Regions from separate parts of the Sus scrofa genome. Here regions 1 and 2 are each linked to region 3. Evidence: chromatin contacts called from public Hi-C data. All regions are on one chromosome and are shown on one strand. Each heading gives the region's core, a stretch centred on a gene start, on an enhancer-like site or on the middle of the called end of the contact. The rest is flanking DNA. Distances are from core to core; before and after follow the strand shown.

Evidence for each region. A called contact is a pair of places that touch in the nucleus more often than the background predicts.
Region 1: a contact with region 3 is called in a Hi-C map of embryonic fibroblasts, with 4 times the contacts expected there. The contact joins the promoter of C1R here to the promoter of C5H12orf57 in region 3. A contact is called at or near these places in 5 of 5 promoter capture datasets (fetal liver, fetal skeletal muscle, liver and 1 more), 16 of 47 Hi-C or Micro-C datasets (blood, embryonic fibroblasts, epiblast stem cells and 8 more) and 2 of 2 datasets of contacts at active chromatin or transcription factors (alveolar macrophages and skeletal muscle).
Region 2: a Hi-C map of embryonic fibroblasts shows a contact between it and region 3, with 5 times the contacts expected there. The contact joins the promoter of C1RL here to the promoter of C5H12orf57 in region 3. A contact is called at or near these places in 2 of 5 promoter capture datasets (fetal skeletal muscle and liver), 19 of 47 Hi-C or Micro-C datasets (brain, embryonic fibroblasts, epiblast stem cells and 12 more) and 2 of 2 datasets of contacts at active chromatin or transcription factors (alveolar macrophages and skeletal muscle).

Annotation. Positions count from the first base shown.
Region 1 is chr5:63,642,192-63,645,729 of Sscrofa11.1, reverse strand. C1R (complement C1r subcomponent) reads right to left here and starts at 1,633. Exons shown (of 11, transcript XM_021092408.1): 1 at 1,408-1,633; 2 at 451-679. The coding sequence starts at 1,409.
Region 2 is chr5:63,622,010-63,625,802 of Sscrofa11.1, reverse strand. It overlaps C1RL (complement C1r subcomponent-like protein), which reads right to left and starts at 2,405. Exons shown (of 7, transcript XM_021092409.1): 1 at 1,992-2,405.
Region 3 is chr5:63,779,369-63,783,199 of Sscrofa11.1, reverse strand. It overlaps C5H12orf57 (chromosome 5 open reading frame, human C12orf57), which reads left to right and starts at 1,893. Exons shown (of 3, transcript NM_001243445.1): 1 at 1,893-2,250; 2 at 2,525-2,701; 3 at 3,461-3,690. The coding sequence starts at 2,199. The coding sequence ends at 3,612. ATN1 (atrophin-1) reads left to right here. Exons shown (of 10, transcript XM_003126540.5): 9 at 127-307; 10 at 477-1,036. The coding sequence ends at 510.

The DNA of each region.
Region 1 (3,538 bases), core at 384-2,883, 140 kb after region 3:
AGCCCACTGTCCCCAATAAAGGCTCTGCTTGAGCCACCACCATGCACCGCTCCCTTCCCCTTGTCCCTGTGTTCCTGGTGAGGCAGGGAGCCACGGTGATACTCTCCATGGAAACAGGGAAACTGAGGCACAGCGGTTTCCCAAAGACTCCCACACGCGAGTAAGCAGATGGGGCAGGTGTTTCTGACTCCTGTAGACAGGATATTTCCTGAGGCTGGGGTTGGTTCCTTCCCTCTGTGTTTCTCCCCTCAGTGCCCACCGAGAGTCTCTAAACCAGTGGATGCCCATCCGTGGCATCGCTTGACACTCAGAACTCCACGTGACTCTCAGCTTTTACAGACTTGGGGCTGTGTCCCCAGGTGGGGAGTGTGTCCAGGGGGGTTGGAGCACAAGTCCCCAGCTTCCAGAGACCCCCAACTCTCTCTCTGCCCTCCTGACCGGACCCCCTACCTTGACATAGTCATAGAAACAGCCTTCCGAAGGCTCCAGGTCAAACTGCCAGAAGACCAGCTTCACCCTGTATCCCGTGGGGACTGTGATGACAGTGGTTGTCTCAAAGTTGTTGGGGTAAGGCTTGGGGTACCGAGGGGATGTCACCTCCCCAAAGAGCTTCTGAGGGAGGGGCGTGGTGCCCCCCAAGCTGTAGAACAGGCCTGGCACCAGGAGGTATACGAGCCACCTGCCAAAAAGAAAAATGGTGTCTATAGGGCTGGAGGGGTGCAGCAAGTGCCCTTGCTACCTGGGCAGTGGTCGCAGGGGGGGATGGGATGGTCATTTTCCTCTCTGTCCAGGCTAGACCTCACCGACATGTTCTGGGTGGGGAGGGTGGATTGGGGAGGCTGGTCAGCTGCTGCCCTGGCTGTTCCTCCCCAGAGCAGCGTCCAGTCCAGAGGTCATCTCACTCCCTCCACCTCTCTCCTCATCCTCCTCCCCTGCCTTGACCCATCCCTCCCCTCCCCTCCCCTCCCCTTCCTGGAATAGGGCTGGCTTGGGACCAGTTAATTGAGGGTGAGGGTTTCCCGTCATGGCTCCCTGAAAGGGCTTCCAAAGGTTCAGCAAAGGCCTCTGGGAGAAACCACCTATGGAAGGAGGCGTTGGGGGCACAGGACCCCCTTCTGGGGCAGAGTGGGTTCCGTCCATCTCACTGTTCCCTATGAGCTGGAGGAGGAAGGCACTGGACATCACTTTCTAGGTCTGGGGTCTCCTTTCATCCCCAGGAGGAGGGATGGGGGGTACGTGTTGGACTGTGTGCACGCGTGTGTGCATCGGAACGGATAAGGTATATGGGGAAGGGAAGGGTGTTCCCACCTCCCTGAATGAATTTGAGAGCAGGAATAAACCTCCCGTGCCCGGGGTTCTCCGCTCTGGCTTCTCCCTCCCTCCTTGGTCCCCATCAACCTTACTCACATTTCTCAAGGCCTCTCTGGGGATCCCTGGTTCTCCTGCAGCGGCTTCATCCACTCTGTGTCCAGGGAGAGCGCAGTCATGCAGAGGAGAGAAGGGGGAGGGAATGACCGTGGAGGGGGAAGGGGGGGGACCATTCCGGGAGAAATGTTGTAAGGAACTAACTATTTGCATAAACAAAACCAAAAAAAAAAAGTCTGTTTCCAATTTGATTTAGTTTTGGTTTTGAAATCCCTGATGGTGCTGCCACCTGCTGGCCATGTGGGGAAGGGCTAGAGATGGGTCTGCAGTTTTAAGGGACTGGAAAGCCTTTGGTGGGAGGCCCAGACTTTCACTTCCACATCTGATGGGAGTTTCACCTTTCTTCACCTCTCTAGGCACTGCTGCTCTGTTTCGGGGGTTCCTACCCAGTGGAAATTGCAGTTGAGAGGGACTCTCTTTCCTGGACCGCCCTTCTCCTTTAACCCTGTGCTTCCTGCCCAAGTTACCCAGCTAACCAGCTGCTATGGTCCAGGCATGGCCAGGCTTTCAATGCCCAGGATGATGCGACAGGAATAAGGCTGAGAGCTGGGCAGTGCAGGAGGGCACAGTGGAATGAAGCTTGGTTGCCCTGGGATCTTGATCTCCTTCACTCCTCAGTGACACAGAACAGGGGTCGCTGGGACCCCAAAGCAGCACTGGAGTCTGTGTTAAGACCTTTCCTCTCCACCTCAGTGCACTCAGGCCTGGAGTTCCCGTTGTGGCTCAGTGGGTTAAGAACCCGACTAGGTCTTGTACCTGCATCTTTCTTCATTGTTGGGTCTATGGTCCTCGCCTTACTGGAAACTTCAGCCCAAGATCACTGCAGGAATTTATAAACAAGTTTGTCTTCTTCAAAAACAAACAAACAAACAAACAAACAAACAAAACAAAACAAAACAAACAAAGGACCCCTACTAGTATCCATGAGGATGCAGGTTTGATTCCTGCTCTTGCTCAGTGAGTTAAGGATCTAGCATTCTTGCAAGCTTCAGCATGTTGCAGATGCAGCTTGGATCCGGTGATGCTAAGGCCAGCAGCTATGTGGCTCCGATTTTATCCCTAGCCTGGGAACCTCCACATGCCATGGGTGTGGCCCTAAAAAGACGAAAAAATAAAAATAAAAAAATTAAAAATTAAAGAGAAAAATGCACTCATGGCTGCCCATGAACTTGTCTAAGGAGGGGATAGAGACATCTTTTTTTTTTTTTTTTTTTTTTTGCCTTTTGGTTTTTAGGGCTGAACCTGTGGCACATGGAGTTTCCCAGGCTAGGGGTCAAGTTGGAGCTGCAGCTGCCAGCCTACACCACAGCCACAGCAAGTTGGGATCTGAGCCGAATCTATGACCTACACCACAGCTCATGGCAATGCCAGATCCTTAACCCACTGAGCAAGGCCAGAGATCAAACCTGCATCCTCGTGGATACCAGTAGGGTTCGTTAACCACTGAGCCACTATGGGAAGTCTGAGACATCCTTTTTTCTTCAGCCTCTGGTCAAGAGTTCGAACCTCTAAGGGTTGCAGCTGCCTAAGGGCTTGGCAAACAGTGTGGCTGTGGGCGGAGACAGACTCGGTCTTTCTGAGAGGAAGCCAGGCCCACCAGAGGAGGAAGGGCCCTTGTCTCGCCTGACCTCCAGGCCATTGTGTTCTGTTTTAAAAGTTTGCTCTGGAGTTCCCTGGTGGTACAGGGGGTTAAGGATCCAGGGTTGTTACTGTTGCAGTTGGGGTCGCTGCTGTGGCTCGGGTTCGATCCCTGGCAAGGGAATTTCTGCATGCTGCAGGGGCAGCAAAAAATAAATAAATAAATAATAAAAAGAGAGAGAGAGAGAGAGAGAGAGAGAGATTGCTCTTTGGGGAAGTCTTTCTTCAGCTCTGCCCGGCTCAGATACCCTATGGTGTTGTGTTCCACAGGGAGGCTCAGATGGCAGAACAGGCTCCTGAATTCTCAGGCCTCGTAGTCACTCCTGCTTGTTTCCCCTACTAGACTAATCCCTCCATCTCTTCACCCACCCACCGGCTCACTTATCCACTTGTAGCTGCCCATTTCTTGTGCCAGGCACTTTCCCCAGCAGTGGGCTCATGAAGATGCGGCAGCTCCCCATTTGGCAGTGACCAG
Region 2 (3,793 bases), core at 1,156-3,655, 160 kb after region 3:
TCCAGTTTGTTTGTTTGTTTTTATGGCCCCACCTGCAGCATATGGAAGTTCTCAGGCTAGGGGTCAAATTGGAGCTGCAGCTGCCGGCCTGCACCACAGCCACAGCAACGCCAGATCTGAGCTGCATCTTGCAACCTATGCAGTAGCTGGCAGCAACGCAGGATCCTTAACCCACTGAGCAAGCGAGGCCAGGGATCAAACCTGTATCCTCACAGAGACAACATCAGGTCCTTAACCCTCTGAGCCACAACGGGAACTCCCTCTCCAGTTTATTGAACTCAGGGATCTACTGCTTCCATTTCTTTCTTTTTCCAATCCTTCCCTCAGGCTGATTCCTTGTCTCCCCTCGGAGGTCACAGGGCAATGATTTCTCCTGTTAATTCAAATACTTGCAGGCTCTTAAGCTTTGAAAACTCGTTGGAAAAAAAATATCGAACAGAGCAATGGGATTTTACCTTTATGTTTGGAAGAGGGAGAAGAGAGTCCCAAAGGTATACTTCTGTATCGTCTCCCAAGTACCTATGCTTTTTGGAAATTGAAGAAGTTAATTTAAATATTGTTTTTAGGAGTTCCTGTCGTGGCTCAGTGGCTAATGAATCCGACTAGGAACCATGAGGTTGTGGGTTCGATCCCTGGCCTTGCTTAGTGGGTTAAGGATCCGGTGTTGCCGTGAGCTGTGGTGTAGGTCGCAGACATGGCTCGGATCTGGCGTTGCTGTGGCTGTGGTGTAGGCCAGCGGCCACAGCTCCGATTGGACCCCTAGCCTGGAAACCTCCATATGCCAAGAAAATGGCAAAAAGGTAATATATATATATATATATATATATATATATACACATATATAGTTTTCAAAGTAATAAATTTATCAATGGCCAACCAGAGTTGCAGCCTTTTACGGTTGATGGATGACATTGCGCTGATCAAATAGCAATCATCTCTGAGGTCTGACGGTCTTAAGATTCCTTTGTGCAAGTTACACTTCCAAAGATGATAGAAGTATAACATAGAACAGGATTATCTATTTTCACACCCATGAGATTGAATGTTCTTGAGTCACCCCTTTATCAGAATTGACTCTGTGAAGCAGAATCATGGCTGATTTTCTGCAGCTCCAGGATAAGAAGGATTACCCTGTCATCTTCTGGAGATTTATTTCAAGAGCATTTGTGGGGCTTGCTTTTTCAAACCAAGCACCGGCCTTTTATTACCGAGTATTTAGAGGGGGAAGAAAAAGGCTGGTCTAAGAAGCTTAACATGTACAAAAGAAATGAGACAGTTAAATGGATACAAAACATATTATGTTTTTCATCTTCAGTCGGGAGACACTTTCCTTCACTGCAGGGCGAGTGCACAGGCTTGGCCCCAGCAAGGCAACGGGACTGTGGCTGGGGAAGTCTCCTCAAGCAGGAGGAACAGAAAGTTCCTGGAAGTATAGTGGTTGTCAGCATGGATTTAAAAAGCAAATCTCCATTTGCTGTCTGGCTCAGGGGTAGCTGAAATACTGGAGATAGGTTTTACCCCAACTGAGGCTTGGTACATCTGAGACCTGGAAGCCCTCTCACCCACAGACACCCAGACTTAACTTGAAGGATGAGCTGTGGGGGTCATGCCAGCTGCCAATTTTTTTTTTTTTTTTTTTTTTTTAGCTTTTCTGTTTCAAAGACTCGATTTCCATTTCTTTCTCTTTTCTTTCTTTTTGGCTGCACCTGTTCCCAGGTCAGGGATTGAACCCACGCCATGGCGGCAATCCGAGCCACTGCAGCAACAATGCTGGATCCTTACCCCGCAGCCCCACTAGGAAACCCCTCTGTTTCCATTTCCTTATGGTCCCCGTCTTCCCCCAGCCTGTGGTTGTCTCTGTCACGGCCCTTCCTTTCCAGGCCTGGTGTTCTGGGGACAAGAGCGATGGCCATGACCAAGCGACAGGACCCGAACTCATGGAAATGAGGTGGTGGAGAAAGACTCTGTGAAGGAGAGTGGAATTCACCTACGTGGACCCCTCCGCAATTCCTGGTCCGGGCGGCTCCACCTTGCCTAGAGTTGGAAATCTGGAGATGCAGGGTCCGGGGTCCTGTCTTCTCCCTGGGTGTCAGAGCAGGTAAGCTGACTGTGGGCGGCTTGGCCCCCGGGAGGGAAGTCTGATGGCCCTTCCAAGGCCGGGTTGGGCCACTGGGTGCAAATTGCAGCAGCAGGAGGCGGCAGATGGAGCCCCAGAGGCAGAAGTGTTCTACTGCCACCTGCTGGTAAAAGTCAGGAACTGCCAGTGAACCAAAGGAGCTATGGCACGGCTTGGGGGATCAGCCCCTGGAGGAGGCGTGATGAACCAGCCACTGGATCATAATAAGGCTCAGGGGTCCTGTGTTGTGTTCTTTGCCTCTGTGACTATAGCCTCTCCATCATACACCCATCCAACCACTATCAGCCCTAACAGTACTGGTGACTAATTAATTTATTTTTACCCACCCTAATTTACTTTATTTGAAGAAATTGCTAGAGGCAATCACTGTGCCATCACTGTGCCATCTCCATGGGTGTCTAATGAGATTGTTAGGGACTCCCCCACCAGGGCGTACCTTCTCCCTGTCTTGCTAGCTTTGGTGAACTAATTTACCCAGTCTTCCAGAATACTTTTTTTTTTTTTTTTTTTTTTTTTTTTTTTTTTTTTTGTCTTTTTAGCTATTTCTTGGGCCGCTCCCGTGGCATATGGATGTTCCCAGGCTAGGGGGTCGAATCTGAGCTGTAGCCACCGGCCTACGCCAGAGCCACAGCAACGCGGGATCCGAGCCGCATCTGCAACCTACACCACAGCTCACGGCAACGCCGGATCCTTAACCCACTGAGCAAGGGCAGGGACCGAACCCGCAGCCTCATGGTTCCTAGTCGGATTCGTTAACCACTGCGCCACGACGGGAACTCCCCAGAATACTCTTTATCTTTTTTTTTTTTTTTGTCTTTTTAGGGCCAAACCCTTGGCATATGGAAGTTCCCAGTCTAGGGGTCCAATTGGAGCTGGCGCCACCGGCCTACGCTAGAGCCACAGCGACGCCAGATCTGAGCCACCTCTGTGACCTACACCACTCTCATGGCAATGCCGGATCCTTAACACACTGAGCAAGGCCAGGGATTGAACCTGAGTCCTCGTGGATGCTAGTCAGATTCGTTTCCACTGAGCCATGATGGGAACTCTGGGCTTTCAGTTTTAAAACTGGGAAAGTTTGGGTGAACCAGGACAGTTGGTCACTCTAAATGAACAGGGGTTGGTTACAGGGCTGAGTGGAGGCTGGGTAGGAGAGAGGGCAGGGAGCCAAGAGGGTGAAGAGGCAGTGACCACACCTGTAGCTGCAATCTGGAGCAGTCCAGGGCCAGGATGGGGTCCCCAAGGTGAATCTAACACCTTGACTGGAAGGGCCTGTCATGGTCCCACCGGGATAGTGCACCTGCCGTGAGTGTTGGGGTCGGGGCAGAGAGACTGCACGACTCGCAGGCCCTGTATGAAGCTGGTCATTGCAACCCCACTCGGGGCTGGGACAGCCATGCTCCCTCTCCCAGTTTCAGCACCACCTCCCTGTACTGGGGCCTCGTCTCCCACTGGCAGGGCGTAGGTAGCCTGGGCAGGAGAAGCAGAAGAGTTTCCCCAGAGGATTACAGATGGCACAGGGGCTCCTGGGCTGGGAGTGGGGAGTAGGGAGAATGAGGGGTTGAGGAACTGGGCTCTGGAGCCTTGGGGAGGGGGCAAGTTTGAGGGGCAGCTAACACACTTTTCATTCTTACTTCTTATCTTTTTATAGCCACA
Region 3 (3,831 bases), core at 644-3,143:
AGGCTAAGGGCTCCTGCAGGACTGGCTGTCACATAAGTTGTTTAGTGTCTGTTTCCTCTGTGTGTCAAGGGGCCAGCTACCTCCTGGCCCTGCCGGTCATGTGCCCCCTGCCCTTCCTGCCCACAGCTGCTCCTTACCGGGACCTGCCAGCCTCCCTCTCTGCCCCAATGTCAGCAGCTCACCAGCTGCAGGCCATGCACGCGCAGTCCGCTGAGCTGCAGCGCTTGGCACTGGAGCAGCAGCAGTGGCTGCACGCCCATCACCCACTGCACAGTGTGCCGCTGCCTGCCCAGGAGGATTACTACAGGTACCACAGGGCACCCTAGGCCAGGCCAATGGGATGCTACTTAGCCCGTCTGGGATGGGGTGAGGCCCCCGAGGCAGGGAACCCCTCCCCCACCATCCTCTGTGAGAGAGGTCGGGTCAGGATGGGTCTCAGTCTCTCAGGCCCTGTTCTGCACCCCCTCTTCCCCCAGTCACCTGAAGAAGGAAAGCGACAAGCCGCTGTAGAACCTGCGACCAAGAGAGCACCCGCGGCCCCTGCATCTGGACTCTGGAGGCCTCCCTCCCCGCCTGCCACCCAGCCGAGAGGGGGTGCTGCTCAGCCCCAGGGCCTGGGGCTTCTGGGCTAGAGGGAGGAAGGAAGGGACAGATGGAAGGCCAAGGCTCCTGTGATGTGCGTGCGGAGGTGGGGAGGTGGAGGGGGTGGGGGCAGAAAGCGCACAGTTTCTTGGACCGCTCCCTCTCCCTTGTCCCCCGGCTTTCCCCCCCCTCCCCGCCCCCGCCCCCGTCCCCGCGGCCACCGCCCCTCCCCCACCCCGTTGGTGTGATTATTTCATCTGTTAGATGTGGCTGTTTTGCGTAGCATCGTGTGCCGCCCTGCCCCTCCCCAGTCCCCGTGTGCGCGCTCCCACTGCGATGTATGCCCCTGCCCCTCCCCCACATTAATAATTTATATATATAAATATCTATATGATGCTCTTTAAAAAATATCCCAAACAAAACCAACCAAACAAAAACATCCTCACGACTCCCCAGGAAGATGGCTGTGGCTGTTTCTTTGTGGGGTATGGGGGGCCGGGGTGGTGATGTGGGTCTCTGGGCAGCGGCGGCCCAGCGCCTAGAGAGAAAGCTACCGGACTACCGGAGGCTAGTCCGGAAGTGGATAGAGACCCCGGAGAGTTGGAGAGGGGAGCTGGAAGAGCCCAGGGCCTTGGAGACCTGGCTCCGCTGGAGTGGAGTCCCATCCTTCCAATGGTGGGCAGTCACGAAGCTGATGGCCTACGACAGGCAAGCCCCTGACTTGCTCCAGGAAACCGCTTAGACGGGTTTCTGTCACCGTGCCCGCAGCTAGGAGCCGCCAGAGACCTGAATTCTTAACGTAGAAGAGTTAGAAACTGATGAATTGGAGGGTCGGGGGCGTGGCTGCAATAGGTTAAAGCAATTGGAACCCTGAAGTCTTAAGCGCTCTAAGGTTTGAGGAGGGAGTGGGTGACAATTTCTAACGCCCTGAAGGGAAGGGAAATTATAGGGCGTTACTGCACACCCCTACACCAGGCCATTTTAGGAGAGCGCGAAAGCCGCTTTAGCGTCAAGTCTTCACTGCCGCGAGGCCCCGTCTCGGTTCTTAAAAAGGGGAGTGACTGGCTTCGCTCTCAGCCAATCGGCATCAAGTAATTTGCATAGACTCGTATCAAACGTTCCCAAACTCTAGAAACGAATGTTTAAGAGAGTTCTTTAGAATTCTGTTTTCACCTCTAAAAGTTACAATGTGCCTCGTTGTTTGTACAGCAATAGGAATTAGGAAACGCTGGTCGGAACTCACCCTCACTAATAGTGGAGTTTGCGGATATGCCGCCTTCTCGCCAGAGCTGTGCTCTCGTAGTGTACAGCTCTTTTAGAATTTGTCCAGCAGGTTTTCCGGTTTGTACCGGAAAACCCTTAATCCAGAGTGTATTCAACAATAGAAAGAGTTGGGGTGTAAGCGAGTTGGTGTCTGATTGACTGGTCTTAGTTAAATATCCGAGGTCTCAACCTGTTTCCGAGGGCGCGGGGAGGTTGGGACTCCATCAGTAAGCTTCCGGCTTCAGCTGATACAGCTTCCCTTCCACCCCCACCCGCCTGGGAAGCTGCACTAGGAGAAGGTTCGCTTTTCTGGAGTGTTTCCGTGGCGCCGCTGCACGTGCATCTTTTGTCCTATGGCGTCCGCCTCGGCCCAAGCCGCTGCTTTGAGCGCGGAACAGGCCAAGGGTGAGAATCCTCCTAGTTGCCGGGTGGGTAGTTGCCGGGTGGGCTTCCTGCCCGAGGAGGGTGCGGGCAGGAAATCACAGGCGAGAGATGTGACTGCATTCGCCGGGAACTGGGGGCGCGCGGTACCATCCTCCTTCAAAGAGGGGTCCTTGCTTCTTAAAGCGGGGGATTTGGGGGCCGAGTGATTCGGTTATTACGGCTTCAGGCCAGTAATTCCCTTGCCCTCTTCCTTGTGCCCTTTGTTCCGATGCCCTGTGCTGCATCCTTCGCACAGTGGTCCTGGCGGAGGTGATCCAAGCGTTCTCGGCCCCGGAGAACGCCGTGCGCATGGACGAGGCTCGTGATAACGCGTGCAACGACATGGGTAAGATGCTGCAATTCGTGCTGCCCGTGGCCACGCAGATTCAGCAGGAGGTTATCAAAGCCTATGGCTTCAGCTGCGACGGGGAAGGTAGGTCGGACTGGGGAGTGAAGGTAGCCTGGGTGGAGGAGAGGGCGATGGATCGTCGCGTCCCTGAGCCGTCGTCCCCTTTCTCGCCACATGGCGGCAGCCACAATCTAACAGTATTGGCACTTAGAACCCAGGGTCTACTGTGAACTTGAGCCAGGTGAAGTCTTAAGTGCATTTTGTAGTTACCATTAATTATATTGCTATCCCATTTTAAGATGAGGAAACAGACTGTAGTAGTAAACCAAGTTGGCAGGTCACAGCAGAGCTGAAACCTAACCCCGTTTTGATAGCTTTTAGTGAGATGTCTGCATGACAGCAACTTTCTGCAGCCCCTCCAAGCAGTTCCAGCTGATCTCTCGGGGTTGGCTGTTCAGTTTATTGAACCGGGTGTTTATTAATTCAGCCCTGCTGGCCCAGAGCTCTCTTCTGTCCTGGCTATGGACTGGCAATCTGGTTGATGTGCATCCTTTGTGCTCTTGTGACTAAATTGTTAAAATGGTTCACGTGATAGGGGTGAACACACTGCTTTGAGATATTTTCATTCACTGCATCCCAGCCAGTTGTGTCCAGTGTAGACTGGGAAGGGGTTGATCCAGACCACACAGGGCAAAGACCTGCATGAGTCTTGTTTTGCAGACAGCTAGCTATCTGGCCGGGGGGTGGGGTGGGCAGCAGCTAGTGACTCGGGCTGCCCCCTCCTGCTGTCCTGGGCTCCTCCAGCCCCTGGGGGTGAGGGTTGACGTTCTGCTCCCCTTGCAGGTGTTCTTAAGTTTGCCCGCTTGGTCAAATCTTACGAAGCTCAGGATCCTGAGATCGCCAGCCTGTCTGGCAAGCTGAAGGCGTTGTTCCTGCCGCCCATGACCCTGCCGCCCCACGGACCTGCTTCGGGTGGCAGCGTGGCCGCCTCCTGAAGGTTGGCCCTCCCGTGGCACTGCCCGGGAAGGGAAGACCTTGGTGTTCTGGAGGATAATAAATGTGCCTGGGACTTAGTCTTGGCGTCAGTCTTAGTCTTGGCGTCAGTCTTTTGTGACCCTGACAACCCCTACATCCTGGCCCAGTTCCCTCAGCCTTTCAGGCCGCTCTGGCTCCCTGTCCAGATCCTTCCTGTGCTCCGGCTGCCAACAGGCTCC